Linked DNA regions of Zea mays: region 1 is linked to region 2. The links are chromatin contacts, called in public Hi-C maps. All regions are on one chromosome and are shown on one strand. The core of a region is the stretch at or near the end of the contact, and the rest is flanking DNA. Distances in the headings are between cores, read along the strand shown.

What was found. Hi-C and Micro-C count contacts between places; a contact is called where the count stands out from the background.
Region 1: a Hi-C map of ear shows a contact between it and region 2, with 2.4 times the contacts expected there. The contact joins the promoter of LOC103643973 here to the promoter of LOC100275716 in region 2. A contact is called at or near these places in 2 of 25 Hi-C or Micro-C datasets (ear and tassel).

The regions. Positions count from the first base shown.
Region 1 is chr1:280,276,192-280,283,290 of Zm-B73-REFERENCE-NAM-5.0, reverse strand. It overlaps LOC103643973 (glycerol-3-phosphate acyltransferase RAM2), which reads left to right and starts at 1,912. Exons shown (of 2, transcript XM_008667146.1): 1 at 1,912-2,963; 2 at 3,087-3,786. The coding sequence starts at 1,947. The coding sequence ends at 3,605.
Region 2 is chr1:280,051,217-280,058,132 of Zm-B73-REFERENCE-NAM-5.0, reverse strand. LOC100275716 reads right to left here and starts at 1,660. Exons shown (of 2, transcript XM_008667143.3): 1 at 1,481-1,660; 2 at 919-1,285. The coding sequence starts at 1,535. The coding sequence ends at 1,074.

The sequences.
Region 1 (7,099 bases), core at 663-3,162, 220 kb before region 2:
GACTCTAACTCCATGCTATAAATCATTTACAACTAACTAAACTAATTTTCAAACTTCATAAGTTGCTAGTACATTTTAGAAGAGAAAGAAATACAATTCCCTATGATAGCACACTAGAATCTAGAGCTATTTTTGTGGATATTCCCTCTCAAACGAAACTTTAGTCTCAAGAGGGTCTTAAAACATGTAAGAGAGTGTCACTTAAGTCCACGAACTTTAAAAATGGATTTTAGGCCTTAAACTTATTGGGGGCTGTATTGTAGCTCCAAGCTAGCCACACATGCGTTACATGTTCATGTGGCATGCCATCATGGCATTTTTTTGCATTTCCTTATTCTCCCATGAATGTCTTTCCTCTTTTCTCATGCCAACCCCATCCTAGTGGATATTGTGACTCCCCTCACTTTGTTGTTGCTTGTGTGTGATGTCATTTCACCCCATCAATGACCAACATCTTGTCATCCATTTTTACACAGGGACGTCATGGGCTACATAGGCAACAAGGCTTCATGCGTGTTAACCTAACATTGTGACCATGATAAGAGTCTAACATAGAGCCATACTAAGTCCTCGAGTGAAGGACACGACATCCCTAGCAACCTCTTGGCTAACTCTTCGAATTAGCTAAGGGCCATACCCATCAGATATGCTCATGAGTACCCTCTAGCAAAAAGGGATAGCTCGACATCCTAAAAGTGGCCTCCTCAAGGAGGCCCATGATATTAGAAGAGCAAGCCCAAGAAGGCAAGTGCCACAGTCTCTCAGGAGCTCGACTAGAACATGGGGATTCTTGTCCAAAGGGGAACCCTAGCCTAGCCTTAGCCCAAGTGAACGTCCCAACATTAGCTTAGGCCCAAAAAAAGCCCCAATCCAAGACCATAATGTCCCTAGAATCTGTTAGCAGCCTAAAGCTTGATAGGCACAGAAGCACTGCATCACCATCTCATTCCACAGTCGTGATACTCCTCCATCATGACCATAGTTAGGGCATGACACATTAGGACAAAGAGGTCCCCAAGCCCATTATCGTAAAATCCAACATTGTAGTTTGTTTTTTTATTAATATAGCAATTATAGATCTTCTTGGGGCATAATATCTTTTTTTGTAATAATGTTGTACTAAGATTGAATAGAAGATTATCGCCGGCCCACTTTTTATCCTCTTGATTAATAATAGTATGTGAGATACTGATATTGTTGTAGAATCGTATTGATGTAAAATGGTCGCCGTCAATGCATTAAAAAATTTCACGTAAAATCATTAAGAAGGTTGTTTTAGAAGATGCAAAACCGTTTTGTAACATCTACCGTAAAAGATGATCGACCTTAAATAAAGTGTCTTCAGATTTATAATTGCAATAAAATGCAAAACATGCAAACGCCGGTTGGCAACTACTAGTACTACTGCCACAAGAGTAGTAGTATAGTCTACTAGCAGGAATACCTGAAAGAACGACCCCCCAAATAAATGTTACTGTGAGGGAGCTATTGCCGTTACTTAATCATAGTGCACCAAATTAACCAAACAAACCATAAGTCTCCTTCAACTAGAGACAACAAAATTTCACTCCATGGCGACTATGCCGATGCTCTACACCCATGTAAAACAACGCTACCGGTGGTTCCTAAGAAGCCCTCCCTTGGAGCATTGGAAAACCTTCGCAATTCCCATCGACGTAGTGTGCTTGTTCGCTTCGTGCGGCGCTTTCCTCGGTTTCTTCTATACACTCCACAATTAAGCAATTCTTTTGAATTTCTGTCCTTTGCAGCTCGCTGCTTCTATATAAAGCATGCAGCCATGGAAAAGCGCAAGGTCCGCATGCAAAACACACCAGAAAGCGCGCCAAAGGAGGGGGAGTGGTGTAGTACGCTTGGTGCTTTCTGGTGCGCGCTTAGCAGCTGCCTACCTAGCTAGCTAGCTCCGGACTCCGGAGGGCTTGGAGATCATGGGGGCGACGACGACGGTGATGGCTGCCTCGCCGTTCCCGACGGTGGAGAAGTGCTCCTCTAACGACCGATCGGGCGACACGGTGGTGGCGGACCTGGACGGCACGCTGCTGTGCGGCGCGAGCTCCTTCCCGTACTTCGCGCACATGGCGTTCGAGACCGGCGGCGTGCTGCGGCTGCTGCTGCTCATCGCGCTGGCGCCGCTCGCGGGCCTCCTCTACTACCTGGTGTCCGAGCCGGCGGGCATCCAGGTGCTCATCTTCGCGTCCATGGCGGGGGCCAGGGTCGCGGACATCGAGGCCGTGGCGCGAGCGGTGCTGCCCAAGTTCTACTGCGCCGACTTGCACCCGGAGTCGTGGCGCGTGTTCTCGGCGTGCGGCCGCCGGTGCGTGCTCACCGCGAACCCGCGGATCATGGTGGAGGCGTTCCTCAAGGAGTACATCGGCACGGACATTGTCGTCGGCACGGAGCTCGTCGTGTGGCGAGGCCGCGCGACGGGGATGGTGCGCTCGCCCGGCGTCCTGGTCGGCGAGCAGAAGGCGGACGCGCTCCGGAGGGTGTTCGGCGACGACGCCGCGCCCGAGGTCGGCCTGGGCGACAGGAAGACGGACTACCCGTTCATGAGGCTGTGCAAGGAGGGCTACGTGGTGCCGGCCGCGCCCAAGCTGAGGCCCGTGCCACGCGAGGACCTGCCGAAGCCGGTGGTCTTCCACGACGGCCGGCTCGTGCAGAAGCCGTCCCCGGCGCTCGCGCTGCTCACCGTGCTCTGGATCCCGATCGGGTTCCTGCTCGCGTGCCTGCGCATCGCCGCGGGCGCGCTCCTGCCGATGCGCGTGGTGTACCACGCGTTCCGCGCCCTCGGTGTCCGCGTCATCATCAAGGGCAACCCTCCGCCGCCGGCCAGCCGCGAGACGGGCCAGACCGGCGTGCTCTTCATCTGCTCCCACCGCACCCTCCTCGACCCCATCTTCCTCTCCACCGCCCTCGGCCGCCCCATCACCGCCGTCACCTACTCGGTACGTACTTGTCATGCGACTTGGATGCCGCATGTCATGCAAGTCACATCAAAGAATCCACTGATCAACCAACACCTCACTGATATATATATCCATTTTTTTATGATTTTGATTTCTCAACAGGTCTCGCGACTGTCGGAAATCCTGTCACCTATCCGCACGGTGCGCCTGACCCGTGACCGCGCGGCGGACGCGGCAATGATCCGGCGCCTCCTGACCGAGGGCGACCTGGTGATCTGCCCCGAGGGGACGACGTGCCGCGAGCCGTTCCTGCTCCGTTTCTCGGCGCTGTTCGCGGAGCTGACGGACGAGATCGTGCCGGTGGCCATGGAGAACCAGATGAGCATGTTCCACGGGACAACGGCGCGCGGGTGGAAGGGGTTGGACCCCTTCTACTTCTTCATGAACCCGAGCCCCGGGTACGTGGTCACGTTCCTCAACAAGCTCCCAGCCGAGCTCACCTGCAGCGGCGGCAAGAGCAGCCACGAGGTGGCCAACTACATCCAGCGGCTCATCGCGTCCACGCTGTCCTACGAGTGCACCAGCTTCACCCGCAAGGACAAGTACAAGGCGCTCGCCGGCAACGATGGCACCGTCGTGTCCAAGCCCAACATCGACAAAAACAAGGCCATGGGCTGCTAGCGTAGCACACGTACTGTGGTTTGTGGTGGAAGCCTAATGGGCCTCGGATTAAAAGGCCAATAAGCTGCATCGTACGCAGGCTTCCGTGCTACATGTTTTCGCACGTAGCAGATGCGTGCGTCTGTAATTGTTTTTTTTTTCTGAACCGGAGGGAGGGAGGGTTTTATTAAAACTTCTATTCTCAAATTACATGTGAAAATAAAACCTAAGAGCTAGTTTGGAAACTTAAATTCCCTCTAATATTCCCGGGGATTAGGTGGAAAATTAGCTCATCATTTCCCCCTCAATCTCCAGAAATCCCGAAGAGGATTTAAGTTTCTAAACTAGCCCTAAAAGAAAAAAGAAATGATTTTCTATCATTTTTTCTATTGTTTTCTTCGCTAGTAGCCTTGGTCGATACAATTGATGATATGAATAAAGTCTCGTCGAATATTGAAACAATAATATGACCCTCGTGCCACTGAATCCTCCGATCAACTCCAAAACCTTGTATTTCACAAGATCCAATATTTTGGTTCATCAGTATCATCATCTAGGGTCCTTTTGAGTTAATTGATTGTGATGTTGGAACATATCCTCTTATTAGTAATTCTGGTTTTAAATATTACCTTCATCTGCTTGATGATTTTACTCACTTTCTTGGACTTCTCCTTTGAAACAGGAATCTGATGTTCATGCCATGCTCATTAATTTGCATGCTTATGCTCACACTTAGTTTAATCTTCCAATTAAAATCATACAAGCAGACAACGACACCGAGTTTGTCGACAACAACCTTGGGTGCTATTTTTCAAAATCCTTCTCCTAATTTTTAAATTTCCTTCGAAGAGATTGTGGGGGGCATTGTTGGAGCATGTTGAGCAACATTTATGAGATCTTGTGCATCTTTTAAACCCCTTAGATTTTTCTTTGAGTCTTATGATCCTTCTAACCTCTATATCCATCATAATATTTCTCTTTTTTTCCTTTGACTTACTTCGGTGCTTTGAGTTGCCTGGCTCCCTAACAGTTCCTTAGAGCCAGTGGGAGGGAGGCACTTGTTAGGTACTTGTATTGGTATTGTTTCCATGTTTGGTTCCACTAGGGCCATGACTGCATTTGAATTTAGAAACTTTTTAGCCCAATCAAAAGAGTATGGGTTCAGAAGCAGGCCCATAAAGAAATTGGCCCAAACTTTTGGCACTCTCACCATGTCATCTGCCCCAAACATGGGCACTTCTCCAGCCCAAGTGCTATAACGCTTTCTAGCTAGGTATTCTTCATAGGCTAGGTCAGCATTGTGTAGATTAATTTGTCGCACCAGGCCCACCTGAATGTTATCATCAATCTGCATATTCGCAGCATCTTGTTTCTGGTTTCCCTCCACCTCCTCGTTCCATAGAGGCACGACTGGCAAAGCTATTACTGCCTCAATTTGATCTTGCATTTCTTCTGGTTGTATCTAGGGCTGAGATGGGTTAACAAGCCCATCTAGGAACCCAATAGAATCACCAGAGGATAGGAGATCCTATAGGCTAGACAATTGATAGATGAATCGTTCTTCATTGTTCTCAGCAACATTATCATCATGGGCTTGTACTGGAACCTAAGGAATTATCCATTCATGCCATCATGTATTTGTTTCATTCTCTATATTTTCATTGGTCAGAGGCACCCCTTTAGGTGGAGGCAGGTTAAGGTCAAAATGAGGGTGAACCACTGGCTGGGACATATCAAAGTAACCAATTGGTATCTACGAGCCACCAAAAGGGTAAGGTGATACTGGATCTTCATTTTGTGGTAGTGCTCGAAGCATGGCCTGTTGAACAATCTCACATTGAATTGTCATGATGCTCCATTGAAGCCCTCAACAACCGAGAACACAATAAAATATGGGACTTCTTGTAATGAAGTAGCCCTAACTCGGAATGAAAGCCTTGTCACATTAGATGGATCAGGGTCCCACATAATGGCTCTTCCAAATGAACCGATGGCATTTTGTATATGATCATGTGCCCAGAAATCAAGAGGAAAACCCAGAAGCATAATCCAACATTCATGATTAAAATTCAGAGCCTGCTGATTCCAAGCCTCATTATGTGTGATAACAGTGAATGTGAAACCCAGAGCTTGTTGGGGCCCCAACGCTACTAGATTATATCTATCAAATACATATCTAAATCTTACAAGAGCTTGACCAAGATGAGTTCTTTGGATTGCTCTAACCTGGAGATTTCTGAAACCCACCAAATATTCCTGCACCATTTCTTCAAGAACTTGAAAGTTGACTTCATGCTCTAGGAGAGGATTAACCAAGACTATCCCCCAATCTTCCCGAGTCATCGACTGGGGGCGAGTAGCATCACGTACCATTATTTCTTGATGAGCAACTTGTTCCGCTATGAAGCCTTGGGTAAGAAATGGAGCAGGGTCGACAAAATGATATGCCATCTTTGTGTCCAGTTCCAGCGCTGATTGTTGCCTTGACTACCGACGAGGAGCTTCCTTTGGCGAAAGCGAGCTTGGCATCGACAATGGCGATTGAGTCGGGAAGCGATCGTCGGAGGAGGGTTTGGTAAGGTTTCTAGAAAGTGGAGAAGCACTTCTCAAAGAACACGCCTTGGCGAAATTAGCAAAACTAGTATACCGGGCAACGATGAAGGTCCACATGTCAGCGAGATCGTATTTGTTCTGAACCATGATTATGGCATAGACGACCAGTTGATGTATTTAAAGGAATTTGTAAATGAATCATATTTTTGAGCACTTTTGTGGAAAGCAGTCCATGATATACGCTGATTGCATTCATGATTGTAATTACCCCACACATTGAATGATAAGCATTTCTCTAGCCACTGATTAATAAGAAAATGGACTGAATTTAATTCACTAGCACGCACCTTAGATTTCTGGGAGTCCATTTTGGACCTCCAACACTGTCTTGCAATATTCTTTATGACTGGATATGGGCTAGAATCAAGTGCAACATTATTGCTCATGAATTACCTGTTACGAAAACCCATTAATTGTCTAGAATTTGAATTTTCAAATCTTGAGCCTTTCACAATGAATGATGATTGTGTGTTCTTCGCTAAATTCACAAAGTTATGAAATCTCCCAGAGAAAGGTGAATTTGACATAGCCTTTGGGGATATCTTCTCAAAAGAGATATGGTTCAAAGCTGACTCCTTGAGCATATTATTATTTGTAACATTCCTATGGGACTTTGATGAATCAACATGAACTAAATTGGCTCTAGTTAGAACTAATCGACGAACTGCATTTGCATAAGAAAAAGATCGACGACGTCCACTAGAGACAAATACTAGGATTTTGGTCCCTCTTCATTGAACAATTGAAATTCTCTGTACCAATTTGGGACACCAGAATTCCAAAGATGAACATAAGACTTGAAAGTTTACATTCGAAAGATTTGATTCTATATACTACAAAACCCACAGATTTGCAAGATACCGAGAATCTAAAAGTTCTATCTGACAGAGGAACAATTCTGA
Region 2 (6,916 bases), core at 411-2,910:
AAATGCGGCAACACAATGCATGCATTTTTTTTTCGCAATGGTGCTACCTTTGTTAGTTTATCTGGCTTATATATATGTCATCCTAAACTCAGGGAATTTCTGACAAAAACCTATGTCTCAATTTATATACACGTTTGAACATTTGTCATGACATATATATAAGCCAGAGATGACATATATAGCAGCTTTATGAAAATAGTTCGTGCAGTATCATATGGTTTGACTCCACCCATAACATATGCAGAATTGTAGATATAAATACTATCCTGTTGGTATTTACTACCTTGCCTAATATTCCATTCTCTTCACTCTTCATACTTAGCTAAATTCCATCGATTTCGCGGCACTTGGGGCTGGTTCAAAATTAAAGTAGCTGCTATTCTACTTACTTATCCTTACCAGGCAATTTCCTTTGCTCTTACTCTTACTTATATTCTCATAAACTCCATAAGTATATTCTACCTTCTCATTGAACATATCGATTGAAGGTTTTTGTAATCTGCATGCAGGTCATCCGTGCCCGCTTGCAGGTTTCATTTTTCAGACTTTTCATGCCCATTCTATTTTTTAAATTTTATTTTCTCGGAGTTTTGATGACTTATAAACGTGTGATTTTTCAGCAACGGCCTGGCACCGATGGTACTCCAAAGTACTCAAATAGCTGGCATGTAGTGAAGGAAACTGCAAAGTAAGACTTCAGTGGCGCTGCTTCAATTATGTAATGTTCAGAATAGCAAATACTATACCAGACTTTTTCTTAGTCGTTTGTAGAAGGACTTGATGCTTCTAGTATGAAGTAGATGTGCTTGCCTGACTTTCCGAAGTTTGCGCCTACATTTTTGCTTATTAATTGTCTACAGTCTTCATTTCAGCAATTAGCATATTGAGGAACCATGGAATCTATTTATAGAAGAGTAGTTAAGGCTAAAGTGTCTTTAAAACACAACAGAGAAATAGTTTTATTGCAAATTATTTGCGCATCACCCGGTCGTTTCAGCACAACTGTTACTATTCGACAGCGTACAGCTTGAAGCATTATTATTGTCGAAGACTGGTCGAGATCGACTAGCTAGCTATCCCTTGTTGCTGCGGCTGCAGTTGTAGGTGGAGCCGGACTGGAGGTGGAGAACGCAGTTCCGGCCGTTGTCGGGCGCGCAGACGCAGTCGCACCCGTCCAGCTGCTTCCCCGGGTAGTTGTCGCAGGTGATGTAGCCGCCCTGGATGCACCGGAGCGTCGAGCAGTCGGCTGCCATGCTTCCTCCGACCTCGCCGAGCACGACGAGCGCTGAGCGAGAACAATAGAGATCGATCGATTCACACACAGGTCATCAGAACGTACACTGCTAGCTAGCTTCAAGAATGTCCAATTAATGAGAAACATGCGTGCGCAAGAATAGTCTGATGATCCGCGCATGCATCACTGATCACGCGAGTCTCGAACTCGATGGATCGATGCATGGAACCGAGCATATATACGTACCGGAGAGGAGGAGGACGAAGGCGAGGGAGAGCTTAGTGGAGTCAGCCGCCGCCATGGTTGTCCCGGCCGTGACCCGTGTGTGAACTGCGAGAAAGATTTGATTTTTCTGTGAGCAAGGCGGACCAGCTGATTGGCATTATATTACCAGCTGAGTGCTGAGCTGACGGCGTATGCGTCTTCACTCTTCAGCTATACTGTCCGGACATATACGCATACGCCGCTTCCTCTGACCCGCCGAATCCGTATCGTACCTGACGTAGCTTTCGTCTTCCTAATCCTTAGAAAGACGGGCAGATGATGACCGTTTTTTCTTTTTTTATAAAGGAAGATTTTAATAATAATTTCAAACGAGGGATACAAGTTTTTGAAATTTCTTTCAGCTTAAGAAGCACCCTAGCTTAAAGACAAATCAAGTTGATAATCCCGCACTCTAACGGTAATCAATTCGCCAGGCTAGATCCTCATCCACGAGCCCGAGAAAAAAAAGTCTATGATCACCTGCAGCAAATACTGCGGGCATGTACAACCTAGACACTGTTGCACAGTACTCTAATTATAAGACACAACTAAAACACAACATAATACAGTGGTCATGTCTAAAACATGTATCTTACCATATTCATTGTACCAATTAGAGAATTCAATAAATTAAAGTGACCAATCAGCTAGTCTCCTGTCTCGAACATAGAGCTAAGACACTATGTCTTTGTCAAGATACATATCTCGAGTTTTTTTACATTCACCCACTAAACACACTGTAAGACATAACTTAAGACACCCATTGTACATGTCCTGTGTAGCCTCTACAACTATAGGTCGCAACTCATCCACCTCCTATAAAATAGCATATGTTCCAATCAAGCGTGCAATGCAATTGTGTTGTCTTGTTTGGTTCAAAAAATTTAACGCAAATGATAATGGTTTCGGCTCGATTAGTGGCGGTAACAAATTTGAATAGGCTGATATCAAATTTTAATGTGGTATCTAATTACGGTTGGACTAAAACAAACATGATTTAACGTTATCTGTTATCTATTAAATTACAAATATATGAACTAAACTACACCTTAAAATTCCTTTGCATGCGGCCGGCTCTCGCCATTTTTCTGCATGTCGTCGAGTTGCTTCTTTGGACTTTTGCATGCGCGACGCGGCGCAGAGTTGGCAGCATCAGCTGCATGTGGCACACATTCTCGAGTCCTGCGTGCGACCGCTTTTATTTCGCTGCCAACGTAGACCACTCCCATCGTTCAAAGTGGCGATCGAGTCAACAGTTTCACACTGAATCTGGTGAGCACGGCACTGTTTCAATGTTTCGGTCATTCATTAGCATTCATTCGGCTACTGGCCATCGTCCACGCAAGTTGCGTTGCTGCCCTGCCAAGAATCCAGATGCATGCGTAGCCTGAGCTCGTGCAACTGGCGGCCAAGTGATGTGTTCTATTGACGAGGTGAAAGGGTAGCTGCCCCTGCCGGCTGCCGATGATGTGTTCTATTGACACCAGCGCTTGAATCCATCCATAATGCAAGAATGTGAATCCATATATGCAACATGCCTGCGTATAATTTCAAAAAAAAACTAAAACTTCTACATAATGTTTTAACGGGGTTTTCACGATTGCAGAGAAGTGATGGTTTGTTTGTACTGAATATCTTATTTAATTTCTCGCGATTGTCATGCGTGACATCACACATCTCACCTGTTGCATCGAAGCAAACAGCACACTTGTTTTCGAATTTCGACTCCTTTTATCCCCTCGATTGAAACAAAAGCGAGCAAGTCATACATGGTTCACACTGCTGCAGTTACTTAGTTCACTGGTGATATGTTATTTAGGGTCTGTTTGGTTGGGCTGTGAATGTGGAAAAAACTGTTGTTACCTGGGAACTGTGGGAAAAACTCCTGTGGGCGGTGAGCTGTTAAAAAGCTAAAACCCGTTTGGTGGAAACCATAAAAACCATTAAAAGTTTTTCGATATATGTTTTCACAGTTCTATCTGAAAGCCACTAAAAGCAGGTCCAAGTATGTTTTTAGTTTTGCACCGCGAGAAAGTCGGCTTTTAGAAGAAAAAAAAAGTTGCTTCTTGGATCCATCCCTTTGGTTTGGCTTTTGGCTTTTAGGGGACAAAAGCCAACACCGAAAGCCAAATCAAACACACCCTCAATGTCATTTTATTCATATCAACTAAGGCGCACGCGGTCGTTGTGTTAGCTGCGACATGATCGCCGTCTCGCCTCGTCCACAGACCACCTAATTGGTTACCCGTACCATTTCATTCTAAATCATTGCGTGCGTTGACTTTGACTGAACGTCTGTTTGGTTGACTGTACGCAAGGAACGGTAACTACATTAGTAAATATAAAATAAGTCATTCTAAGATCATTCACCTGTATCTACACATACGTCAGAAATGACCATACATGGCCAGCTGGCTCAACCAATCAGACGCAGAGTCCTCGGGTCCATCCGTCCAAGGCTCCGGCCGGCCTACGCGTGCGGCGTGCAGCTCAACCTATCGTCGGTGCGCAGGAGGTGGAGCACGCAGTTGACGCCGTTCTTGGGCGCGCTCCGGTAGTCGCACCCCTCCAGCTGCTTCCCCGGGTAGTTGTCGCAGGTCTGCACCGCGCACGCCGCCTCCGTGCCGCACATCTCCCCCAACACGAGGAGCCCTGCTGACATATGCCAGTAGTAGAAAAAGAACTCTAAACTAGCGGTACATATAAATTTTTATTGACAGCTTCAGTTATCGTGCGTCATTGAAAATAAACAGATGAGACCGGCTTAAGTAACCGTTAATGAAACATATTTGCACCGACGGTTCACTTAACATAACCGTCAACGAAAAGGATCTGATTCCACTGGCGGATCACTTAACACAGTCGTTAGTGGAAAGGGGCTATTTTCACTCCGCCAGTGAAAATACAAGGGGAACATGGTCTTATTAGTTGTTGTTTTGGACAAGGTTGAAACCAAACTTATAAAATTTTGACTACAAATAACTATTTTATTATTTAGTTTTAAAACCTAATATTTATATGCACCGATTTGTCTTAAAAATACTTTTATAAAAGAATAAATGTATTAAAAGTTTATTTGCATTTTAATAAAAAACATTGGTCAAAGTTATATTTTAGAGACCATGTCGTTATCCTAAACGACAATTAATAGTACACCAGAGGGTGTACATTACATCATAATACTAGAGAGTAGTACCACAATACATTACAACACAAATCATATTCATCTAACTACTTCATTACATCCACTGAGGAACATCACACTACCCACACTTGTTGAATCACAAATTCTAAAAATAGCTCCATTATAGGTTCCTTTATCAATAATCTTGTACAATTACAAAACTGTTAGTAATTTGTGCAAACGGACCAAATACGAAAACAAAACAGACTTAACTTCACTAACACTACTACTTGTTGACTACAACGATACTTCAGCAGCGATCCAATCTTTCACTAATGTCATTTCTTGACTTGTATTAACACTCACCCAATCTGACACATCGTAATCAGCTTGGCCATGCGAACTACTCCTTGATCCTCCTAAGTGACCTCGGTCCAACAAATAGTTGTGTAAATCAAAACAGGCAATTACAATCTTCACTTGCCTTCTTCTTTCGTACATTGGGAGTCCTCGTAGCACATGCCACCTTGATTTGAGAAGTCCAAAATCTGAAAGCATCTAGGCCCCTGGTTGGTTTTAGTGATTAATGACAACGTAATATTATATGTGACTAACGTGTGTTTTGCAGAGACAAATGGTAAGTTAGGTCACATGACAGGTAAAAGCACTACAATGTGAAAGCAATCCCGGAGATAAGAACTCGAAGCGATGGCTAAAACGACGGAACAAAAGGTGAAGGTCTACGGAGTCCGAGTGTCAAGGAGATGTGGACACTCGCGATTTAGTTAGGTCTTTTATTCTCTTTTAGCCGTACTATAAAGAGGGGTTGTCGATGAGTAGTTTGACCAAGAGAGTTCTAGTGTAGTGTTGGTGCACAATCACACTCATACACAGTGCTAGGTGTCACTCTAGAACTCACATACAAGTTAGAGCGAAAACCGATTTGAAAATCAGCTGAAAAACCAGACTTAGGGTTTCTGGCTTTGGGGCACCGGACTGTCCGGTGTGCACCGGACTGTCCGGTGCACCCTCTGCCAGGTGGGACCAGGCTGGTTCACAGCAGAGCCTTCCCAGTCGCAGAAACCCGAGAGCGCTGCCTTCGGAGATGAATTTTAGTGGCACACCGGACATCGCACCGGACTGTCCGGTGTGCATCGGACAGTGGACTGTTCACTGTCCGGTGCGCCATGAGTCCAACGGCTCTGTGTCAGAACTAGCCGTTGGAAGTGACCATTGGCGCACCGTTGGCGCACCGGTGGCGCACCGGACTGTCCGGTGCGCCATCGCGCAGCAAGTTTCCTGTAACGGCTAGTTGGTGGGTGAGGGCTATTTATACCCCTTCCACCCACCATACTCAATGTCTTGCACTCCACATTTATTCCAGCACCTTGGTAGAGTATTGCAAGCACCAAAAGCCTAGTGAGGAGATTAGAGAATCATAATCCGCGCTTGTTCCTCATTAGCGCTAGTGAGAGCCACCTAGAGCACACACCACTTGCATTAGGCTTCTCTTGGTCAAGCGAAAGTCTATGGCTTGTTACTCTTGGTGATCGGCATCACCTAGACGGCTTGGTGGCGTTGGGAGCTCGGTGATCACCGTGAAGATCTTGTTGGTGACCCGACTCAAGTTTGTAAGCGGTCTCGAGGGATCCACCGCGCCGGAGTGGCAAAGGATCATCTCGTAGTGAGCACTTGGTTCTTGCGAGGACCAAGGGGGAGCGATACCCTTGCGCGGGTGCTCCAACGAGGACTAGTGGAGAGTGCCGACTCTTCGATACCTCGGGAAAAATTGGAGGAGTCTTCTAAACTTTGCTTTACATTCCGCACTTAATTCAAGCTATTTACTTTGTGTATTTGTTTAGCAAGTATTTGAAGCATTGTTTTAGCCTTGTTACATTTCTAGTATTATTTTCTTAGTGCTAGTTGTTGGGGTGAAGTTGGGCTCTTGTTTAGCTCTTGCTTAGGTTTTAATTAGTGTTGATTTTTAGAAAAGCCCAATTCACCCCCCTCTTGGGCATCGTGATCCTTTCAATTGGTATCAGAGCCTTGTTGCTCATAGATTAGCTTAACCGCTAGAGTTACGATGTCCGGTGGGGATGGACCTCCTCCCGTTTTTGATGGTGACGATTTTCCTTATTGGAAAATTCGTATGGAAGCATACTTAGAGGCTATAGACATTGGTGTCTATAAAGCCGCCACACAAGGGTTTCCCCAACCTAGAGATCCCACAAATCTTGTAGGTGATGAGTTCAATTATGAGAAATGGAATGCGAAGGCCAAAAACACCCTTTTTA